3 separate regions of the Zea mays genome follow, and regions 2 and 3 are each linked to region 1. A link is a contact called in public Hi-C data. All regions are on one chromosome and are shown on one strand. Each heading gives the region's core, a stretch centred on a gene start, on an enhancer-like site or on the middle of the called end of the contact. The rest is flanking DNA. Distances are from core to core; before and after follow the strand shown. Region 1 holds the start of LOC103647016 (transcription factor GTE8). Region 2 overlaps LOC100381729. Region 3 has its middle 62 kb from the start of LOC100272522.

The links. A called contact is a pair of places that touch in the nucleus more often than the background predicts.
Region 2: a Hi-C map of tassel shows a contact between it and region 1, with 3 times the contacts expected there. The contact joins the enhancer-like site here to the promoter of LOC103647016 in region 1. A contact is called at or near these places in 5 of 25 Hi-C or Micro-C datasets (endosperm, leaf and tassel).
Region 3: a contact with region 1 is called in a Hi-C map of bundle sheath, with 2.4 times the contacts expected there. The contact joins the enhancer-like site here to the promoter of LOC103647016 in region 1. A contact is called at or near these places in 6 of 25 Hi-C or Micro-C datasets (bundle sheath, ear, endosperm and 3 more).

The regions. Positions count from the first base shown.
Region 1 is chr2:139,324,262-139,327,562 of Zm-B73-REFERENCE-NAM-5.0, forward strand. It overlaps LOC103647016 (transcription factor GTE8), which reads left to right and starts at 1,464. Exons shown (of 10, transcript XM_008671591.3): 1 at 1,464-1,972.
Region 2 is chr2:138,989,068-138,992,368 of Zm-B73-REFERENCE-NAM-5.0, forward strand. It overlaps LOC100381729, which reads left to right. Exons shown (of 7, transcript NM_001349030.1): 6 at 1-366; 7 at 467-1,236. The coding sequence ends at 967. Among protein-coding and RNA genes, the nearest start is that of LOC118476363, 24 kb to the left of the region's middle. Within about 2 kb of position 1,669, at least 4 of the 20 cell types and tissues checked have an H3K27ac peak or open chromatin away from gene starts, as enhancers often do. A contact at or near this core is called in tassel, where this site is marked.
Region 3 is chr2:139,626,770-139,630,070 of Zm-B73-REFERENCE-NAM-5.0, forward strand. No RefSeq gene overlaps it. Among protein-coding and RNA genes, the nearest start is that of LOC100272522, 62 kb to the right of the region's middle. Within about 2 kb of position 1,497, at least 20 of the 20 cell types and tissues checked have an H3K27ac peak or open chromatin away from gene starts, as enhancers often do. A contact at or near this core is called in bundle sheath, ear, endosperm and 2 more, where this site is marked.

The DNA of each region.
Region 1 (3,301 bases), core at 214-2,713:
ATTATAGCGGAGTCGCCTCTGGATTTTCCCGAAGGTGAGGAGTTCAGCGTGAAGTCCCCTGGTGCACCGGACATGTCCGGTGCGCCAAACCAGGGCACACTTCGGTATCCCTTTGCTCTTTTGTTGAACCCAATTCTTGGTCTTTTTATTGGCTAAGTGTGAACCTTTGACACCTGTATAACTTATACACTAGAGCAAACTAGTTAGTCCAATTATTTGTGTTGGGCAATTCAACCACCAAAATTTATTTAGGAACTAGGTGTAAGCCTAATTCCCTTTCAGGATTTTTGTTGCTATGTGTAATTTTTTACTCTGCAAGTATGATTCATACTAATTTTTGTTAATCATGTCGCAACGCACGTGCACATACCTAGTATATATATATACTAATTGTGAATATACAAAACAAAAATGAACTTGACGAGGATAGGGAGAAGCAACATTGGCACATGATTTGTAAGTTAAATTATGTTCCTTTCAATATGTAGCAACATTGGCACATGATGTGTACTTCTCACCCTGACCTTTTGACAACCTCAAATAATAACTATTAATCATATTACCTTGTCTTGTTAGTTGACATATGCCTCATTGGCACTCCTGTTATACAGTTGTGAGCCGGTGACAAAACACTTTTGGTTTCCAGTGTAATGTTTATTTTAAACAAGGCCGATGTTATTACTATGAATCATAATGTTGGATCAAAAGTTTGTATAACCCGTGAACTTCTATAAATTGATGATTTTTTGCATAGTATAGATAGAGCGTCTATAAAGACGTCTTATGTTCTCGTGACCGTTCGAAAAACTATTAGGGTGTTTGGTTTGATGAATGAGTTAGTCCATCATCTTCTCACTTTTCGTTTTTTTGTTTGATTTGTGGAATGAAATGAGTTAATCCATCACCACCTCATTCCTCAAAATTATTTAGTTAGCACTAATATGAGGAATGCGATCATCCCACCAAATTTAAGACCTTATTCCTCAAAATTAATTAATTAGCACTAATACGAGGAATGTGATCATCCCACCAAATTTAAGGAATGAACCCATGATACATAACTTATTTTGGATGGAATGATTTCTCAAACCAAATACCCCATATAAGTCGTGCAGGAGCCCATTATGAGCCTGCATGGGCTGTGCTACATCACAAAGCCCCCTACGTTCTCCACCGCTGCCTTGCAGCCACAAGAGTCGCAACTGTTTAGACTGCTACAACAACAATATATAGAGAGAAAATACTGTAAAATCCTCAACCACAACTAGATTAAGGATGTGTTTGGTTTGACTTTTGCCTTTGACTTTTGATACATAAAAAAAAGCCAAATCAAAGGAATGGATCCAGAAAGCAGTTTTTTTTTAAAGCCGACTTTTTCGCAGTATAAAACTGAAAGCACCCTTAGACCTACTTTTAGTGGCTTTCATATGGAACTATGAAAACATATATCCAAGAACTTTTAACGGCTTTTAGTAGTTTACACCAAACAGTTTTTAGTTTTTAACAGCTCACAACACATATTCCACATATTACAGTTCACAACAAATTTTTTCAGGACCACAACTCAACCAAACTGACCAAAGGTGCAACTTCTTGGCGAGTGGACACGACCACGGCACCACCTTTCTTCTCCCTCGTTCCCGAGTCCGAATCTGGGTCCAGCGGAGACAAAGAGGAGCTGGCCGCGTCGTATCGACTCCTGCCGCCGAAAGGCCGAGCCCGAGCCCGTGTCCCGGTGCCCGTTCCCGCAACCCTAATCCCCTACCACCGTCGGCTCTCGCCGGCGAAGAAGAGGGAGCCGCGCGGCGTCGCCAGGGAGCACGCGCCCCCTCCCTTCCCGGCTCCCTCCGCGCCGTGGGGAGGCGCGTCCACCCGGATCCGCCCTCACCGCGAGGCAGAGGGGAGGAGAGGGAGCCAGGTCCGGCGCACCCGCTGTCGTCCGCGCCGAAGAGCGTTAAGAGTCTCCCCACAGGTTGGTGTGCTCCTCTTCTTCGCTTCTCTTTCCTGCGTGCCTGCGGCCTAGGCTTTTATTTGTATCACGTCCTCGTACTAGCTAGGGTTTCCGATTTCCGAGCGTGTGGAGAATGTGTTCTTCGCATCGATTCGCGTGGAATGATTAGTGAATTGGCGTGCCTTGTTCCGGACTCTTCGAGATAGTTTATGGTTCGTTTGCGCCATCACGGAAATGGACCCATTCATTTCGGATCTGCTGGGAAATTGGTCTCGTTTCCTTGCCAACACGAAACGGCCGGACCTAATTCCTCACCGTACCGAATTTCAAATCAACCTTTATGGGACCTCGACCTCCCTAGAATCGTTGTTTGTCCTTAGGGCTAGTTTGGGATTCTAGGGTTTGCTTACCGCGTGTTTGGTTGGCTTTGGCTGCATCAGGAGAGCTAGACTCCTTGCATGCATTGACTAGGGTCACGTGTTTGGTTGCATTGAGTCCAGTACATATAGGAGGCTGGGCGCGCATGCACTGATGCAGCCTAGCCTTATTTGCTTGTATCCACACATACGCAGAAATTAGCCGTATCCCACGGGACAGGACTGCGCAAGCCTGCCTGTGCTCGCCCAGGCATCCAATCAGCCGCTTAATGGCTTGTTTCGTGCCTTATCCTGTGGTTCCTAGGTAGCGCTTTAGGCTTTTATCAGAGGTATGTTCGCTTGTGTTACAACACTGCTTCGATGGTTACTTCTTGATGGCTTCGGTCTGGTTCATAGTTGTTTCTGTTTCCTGCAAGGCGACCAATCGACCATTATTGTGGGGTAGGCCCAAATGAAACATTAGCTGGTTTTGATGATGAGTGGAAATGGAGACATGCAATACCATTATGGCAACGTGCAATGTTAAATAGCGGAAATGGGAATATTATTATTTTAACAGTTAGGGATGATACCGTTACTGTTTGGGAGAATCAGATCTAACAGTGAGAAATAAAAAATGCTGATTCCAACAAAATTTTCTGGTTCCGTTTCTCAACTGATTTTGCTATTCTGTTTTTGTCATTACTTTATTATGCTAGTATACCCTCTGCAAAAAGAACTACCTATTATTTATTTTAACATCCTTTGGACTCATTGTATATAATCTATTAAGCTGCTTTTTTCATTTATGGGTATAACTGATAATATTAAGCCCAAATGGCAAAAGAGTCACATAAACAAAATATCACTTAACAATTCAGTGCAGAAATTAAAGGAGCAAAATTTCACTGGCAAAATCAAATATAACATTTCCTAAGTGGGAAATTCATTTTCCCCAAATGTTATTAGCAACTGGTGCTCAATTTTTTTCTAT
Region 2 (3,301 bases), core at 419-2,918, 330 kb before region 1:
AGTAGTGGATCAACAGACTATGAAGGAGATTATGCAGAAGAGGATTCACAGATGATGAGGCAGAAGCGCTCACATCGGCCTGAACTTGGGGAACCGGTTGTTTTGCGGTGCCAACCATACAAGTTTCCTCTCGCTGAGCTCCTCCTACCATTAGAGTGTTCTCCAGTTGAGTATTTCCGGCTATGGCCTAGCCTACCAGCCATGGTGGAGTGCACTGGCACATACACATATGAAGGCAGTGGTTTCAAGGCCACCGCTGCTCAGCAGTATGACAGCTCTCCCTTCCTCAGTGGATTGAAGTCGATTTCTTCTAAGCCCTTCCATCAAGTCTGCTCACATTTCATCCGGACAGTAGCTGGATTCCAGGTAATCTTTGGTACGCTGTATACTAAATGGTGCAGTATTTATTTCGTATTCATAACTAGTAAACATTTTGAGTGATGACTATAACTTACATCTCCTACAGTTATGTTATGCAGCAAAGACATGGTTTGGTGGATTTGTGGGCATGATGATATTTGGGGCAAGTGAAGTCAGCCGGAATGTTGATTTGGGTGATGAGACCACCACAATGATCTGCAAATTCGTCATGCGCGCATCCGATGAATCCATCACGAGAGAGATCAAATCCGACCTCCAGGGCTGGCTGGATGATATCACCGACGGCGCTGTGGAATACATGCCTGAGGATGAGGTGAAGAGTGTGGCCGCCGAGCAGCTGAAGATCTCCATGGAGAGGATTGCCCTGCTCAAGGCAGCCAGGCCAAAGGTCCCACCCGCAAAGACCGATCAAGAGGAGGAAGAGGAGCGAAAGCAGAGCGAGGAACTAGATGGGTTTGGAAACCCCAAGGGCCCCTCGACGCTCTCCAAGCTCACCGCGGAGGAGGCTGAGCACCGCGCTCTCCAGGCTGCCGTGCTTCAGGAGTGGCACCAGCTATGCAAAGAGAGAGCCATGAAAGCGCAGTGAGGTCGATTTGGACCGTGTGGATCTTACGCGCATGTATAATTTTGTATTTTTCCTTCGTCTCCCATTCTTTGCGTGTCTATACTGCTGGTTTCACTCACTGTATACCGTCGCCGATTTGTTCATTGTATTCTCAAATACTTGTGCACGAAAAAACCTGTTTTGTAACATACTACTGTTAGGGCGTTTTTAAGCTTCGGTGTGAAGATCGATTGTACAAGAGAATCCAAATGTCATTGTTGCCTTCCCAGTTTTATGAAAATGCATTCTGTAATTGAAGAATTCTCCCCAAAATGCCACGATTTATAAATAAGAAATGTGGAATTGTAATGATGTAACGATCACTCTGGTTAGGACGTGTTTGGCTAGGCTCTAGTTGCTCTTGTGTCCGTGAAGATGTGCTCCTCTATTCTAAATTTCGTCGTATAAAAAAATATTCTTTATCTTTTATAATATTTCCTAAAAGATTCCGTATTTTATATATCTTCATCTCTAGCAATATCTTCAGCAACGTTTCCTAAATTCAATCCTCTATATATACAATGTTACCCATAAAAGAATATATTATTCTCTAAAAGATTTCGTCTTTTATCCCTTCTTTATCTCTAGCAATATCTCTAGAATTGGATCCTCTATATGTACAATGTTTATACATGTCTAAACTGAGCAGACCCGTCGTGCAGCCCGACACGCCTGAGCACGGCCCAGGCCGGCACGGCACACAGGTCGTCGTGCCCATGCCAGCCTGGCATACTACGCGTGTCGTGCTTGGGCTGGCAGTCTGGCACGCATTGTAGGCACCAGTGTTTACAAGTCGTCCGACTAATCATGATTAATCGCGATTAGTCGGACTGGCCGCCTGGTAGATGGCGATTAGGAAGACGACGCGATTATTAGTCATCCGATCGTAAGGGCCCGGGTCACTCCTTGGTGTCACACGTTTATACTAACCATCTACAGTAGCAACATATATGTTGCCCCTGGTCAGCCGAAACCCTATCTTGCCTAACACAAAACCTCCCAGCCGTCAACCTTTGTTCAGTAGTAAACCCTACTCCTCTTTGTCGCCATCTAGCTCCAGTCATATTCTCCGGTGTCTGTCACCGAGTCAAGATGAGCTCGTCATCTGAAGGTAGCACCTGCTCCCCCTACTCTCACTCTCCTCTATTACCACTAGTAGCACCTGAAGGTGCACCTGCTCCCCAACAGCAGTGAACAGTCACCCTGAGTTCATCTCCCCTCCTTCTGCCAATAGTAACTGCATCTCTGTCTGTGTTTGTGTTGTTTGTTTAGAGTTTAATGGTGGCTATGGACATGCTAATAATGTTGAGGTCTTATTCCCTGAGTAAATGTGGTCGGTAGTGCAAGTGGAAGTGCTTCTGTTCCTCTAGTGGCCTCAAATGCTGATAGCACTGGTCCTGTGTCTGCTTTATCATCTGCTGCAGATTGTAAAACTCTTGTTGAAAAGGCAATTGCAGCACTCCCTCCTGAGCTTAGTGCACAAGAAAATGACCCTAAGAGAAAGGCAAGGTCACAAGACCAAGGATGGCAGTTTGGGTGGTGGCCAGAGACAAAAGAAGGATTTTGTTCAGTGTGTTTTTTATAAGAAGATTGTGCCATCTAGAATCAAGAGGTTTAAGCAGCATCTTGCCGGTGGGTTTGGTGACACCATGAAGTGTGCTAGAGTACCAGAAGTGGTTTCAAAGGAGATGCACACCTATCTGAGAAGGAACATGAGGGTTGTGATTACTGCTGATGGTGATGAAGGAGAAGAGGAAGGGGAGCAGATTGATGTAGGTCCCCTACCAAGTTCTAGGACAAAAACCAAGAAAGCAAAAAGCAAATTGTCTAAACTTCCATGTCTTCATTTGTTGTATCAGCTCCTATAAAACCAAATACACAGAAGGCAGAAAATTAGTGAGTTCCATGCTTTGCAAGATTCTAGAGGAAGTTGTAGCAGAGAGACATAAAAACAAAACTTCTCAAGCCACTCTTGAGCATTACACAAAGAAAGAAACATAAGCAAAGCAAATTATTGACGACCATGTAGCTGATTTTCTATATGAGAACAAGATTCCATTGAATGTCGTCAACTCAAGAAGCTGGTAGATTATGATGGAGTCTATTGGTCAGTACGGTCCTAGATATCGTGGTTCATCATACTATGAGGCAAGGGTACCTTGGCTTGAAAGGGCAGTGAAGAGAACATCAACATTGAGAGCTAAGCACAAAGAGGCTTGGAAGGAATATGGTTGCTCAATTATGTTAGATGGGTGGACTGACATACGACAACGACATTTGATCAACTTCCTTGCCAACAGTCCAGCGGGGACCTAC
Region 3 (3,301 bases), core at 247-2,746, 300 kb after region 1:
CCAATCATGAGAACATAATGCATGATAATATTCTACACATCGTAACGAGATCATAGGTTTGAGATTCACTAAATTCGGAGTTACTATTAAAGAGTTATGATTTTCCGCAGTTTTAAGTGTTTAATATAAAATAAATTGAGCAGATAATTTCAATCTATGTTTCATGATAAAACAGAGTTACCAGGTGATGAACAATATTAATACAAAATTAATGTAGTTGGAATGGATTAAAAAGGAGCTAGAATGAATTACTTATAAATTAATTAAGATTCTAAAATTATTTTAATACTTAAAAATCATTTTCTGGCTTAATCTATTGAATCAGAGCTCAAGTTAGACTATGGCTGCAAATTCTGAAACCTTCAGCGGCCAGACCATAAATATTTGGGCTGAATGGTAATAAACTTAGAACACGCGGGGACGACGGGTTTATTTATTAAAACATGAGGGGTTCTTTTGCAAACTTTCTAGGCTGAAGAGGTATGCTTCAACCAGGACCCTCCGATCGCAAACTTACCCTCCCGATTAGACCAGCGCACCCATGAACTGGTACGCGATACTAGACGTTGGATCGAAGATCAACGGTGGGGAGTTTATCTACCCTAGATCGGTTGTAGTCCATTCGATTGAGATCAACGGCCAATAGCTACACCGACCCAAGCGTTACCAGCACGATAATCATGACCGTTCATGTCCAGATCGACGACCACCACCAATCGCGCGCGCAAGACGACCGGACGCGGCGGCGCCCGCCCTCCCACGGCGGCGCCATGGCCGGCAAAATCCACGCAGACGCTCGGTTACACCATATTTGAAGGGGGTCAGTGCTACACGCAGCTAGGACTAGGGCGAACTCACTCGGAACGGTTGCACCGACCACAACACGGTCTAACACGCCTGCCCACGATACTGACGGCGCTAGAACGAAAACCTGACCCTTGAGACCAAATTTGTGCCCGACTAGCACGCCATTAGCACCGGCACGATATTAACCAAGGAGAGGGATAAGGCGAGGGTAAGGAAGAGGGGTCTCACCGCGAGCGGAGGTAGGATTGGCGCAGGACACCCGCGGTGGAGTTGTGTACCTGCCATGCTCCAACGAGGAATTGGGTAGTCGCCGGCCAATTACACGCGTGACCACCCACACCAATACGATCCTTGGCCCCAAGGGAAACCACCACAAACCCAGCCAAAGCCCGAGTGGCGAAGACTTGGGCGAATCGCAGAGGCAACAGCGGCAATCCAATTTGGTTCCTCCCAGATTTCGTCCTTACTGACGGTAGCTGGCTATAGGGCGGAAGGGTGAAGAAGGGGAAAGATACCTCCATGGCACGAGGTTTTTATGTCCGGGCATCGGCGACTGCGGAGCTGGTGGCAGCTGCAACGGCCACCACTGGTTCTAACGGGGTTCGCCGGGCGGTTGACGAAGGAGGCGCCGGTCACGTGGGCCTAGGGAGTCAGCCGGTCAGCACGACCAGTGAACACGTGAATCAAGCAGATAGGATGGGCCTGCCTGTCGGCGCGGTGTGACGCCGAGTTGGGCCGAGCAACGGAGAGTGCGAATGGGCCGAGGGACAAGTTTGAGCACAGCGCGGTTTGTTTGTTTTTATTTTTTTTCTTTTCTTTTTCTTTTCTGTTTTCTTTTCTTTTATAATTTCAGTTGTCAAATTCAGATTTTCAAACTTAAAATTGTATCATAATTTAAAGTACAAATGCAACATTACAAGAACTTCGGCATGAGATGCATATTTCTGTATTTATTTATTTGTTATTTGACCAGCATAATTCCATGAATTGAATATGTACAAAGAAAAGAAAACTAAATAATCTCTAAAGGTTCCTAAATCCAAAATGCCAACATATGCATAGATTTATTTATTTACTTTATCATTTTTCTCTTACATAATTTGGGCTTTACAAATCCTACCCCTTAAAAGGAATCTCGACCTCGAGATTAAGACGAACTAGGAAAAAGGTGGGGAAATTCTACTCTTAATTCTTCTTCTCTCTCCCAAGTGGCTTCATCTTCACTGTGATGACTCCATTGCACTTTGCACATTTTGATCATTTACTCCTCGTAACGGGAGTCAAAGTATCAAGGATTTTGATAGGGTACTCAGTATAAGTCAGATCATCTTGAACACTAAGCTCTTCCATAGGCAGTTGCTCTTCTGGTACCCTGAGGCAATTCTTCAACTGGGATACGTGAAAGACATCATGCACATCTGCTAGATGGTCGGGTAGTTCTAGTTGGTAGGCAACTTCCCTTACTCGCTTTAGGATCATGAAGGGTCCAATAAAGCGAGGGGACAACTTCCCTTTAACTTTAAACCTCCTCATACCTCGGATCGGTGACACCTTCAGATACATATGATCACCCTCCTTAAACTCTAACTGCCTTCTCCGGGTATCTGCATAGCTTTTCTGCCTAGAATGGGCAATTCTCAAGTTCTCCTGTATCAATCGTACTTGTTGTTCTGCCTCTTGTACAATTTCTGGCCCAAAGAACTACCTTTCACCAGTTTGATCCCAATACAGAGGTGTTCTGCACTTCCTGCCATATAAAGCCTCAATAAGGGACATCTTCAAACTGGCCTGGTAACTGTTATTGTAAGAGAACTCCGCATAGGGTAAACTCTTATCCCAACTGCCACCATGTTTAAGAGCACAAGCTCTTAACATATCTTCTAGTACTTGGTTGGTTCTCTCGGTTTGCCCATCAGTTTGAGGATGGTTGGTCGAGCTGAAATTCAGTTTCCTATCCAAGAACTCATGCAACTTCTGCCAAAACCGAGAAGTGACTGGGATCCTCGGTCTAACACGATCTTCTTAGGCACTCCATGTAGACAAACTATTCGTGCCATGTACAACTCTGCTAGTCTGGCACCCGAATATGTGGTCTTCACTGGGATAAATTGGGCCACCTTAGTTAGTCTGTACATAATCACCCAAATAGAGTCATACCCAGTAGATGTGCGGGGTAGACCTACAATGAAGTCCATACCAGTTTCTTCCCACTTCCATTCATGAATCTTAAGTGGGTGCAGCAAACTAACAAGTCTCTGATGTTCAGCTTTCACCCTCTAGCAAACATCACATACGCTACATGTGAAGCTACATCTCTCTTTAGATCATTCCACTAGTACTTCTGCTTCAGATCCTGCTACATCTTGGTACTACCAGGATAGATGGAATAGGTTGAGTCATGAGCTTCCTTCAATATGTTTTCGCGGAGATTGTCAATCTCAGGAACACATATCCTGTTCTTGAACCAGATTGTGCCTTGATCATCCTCTATGAA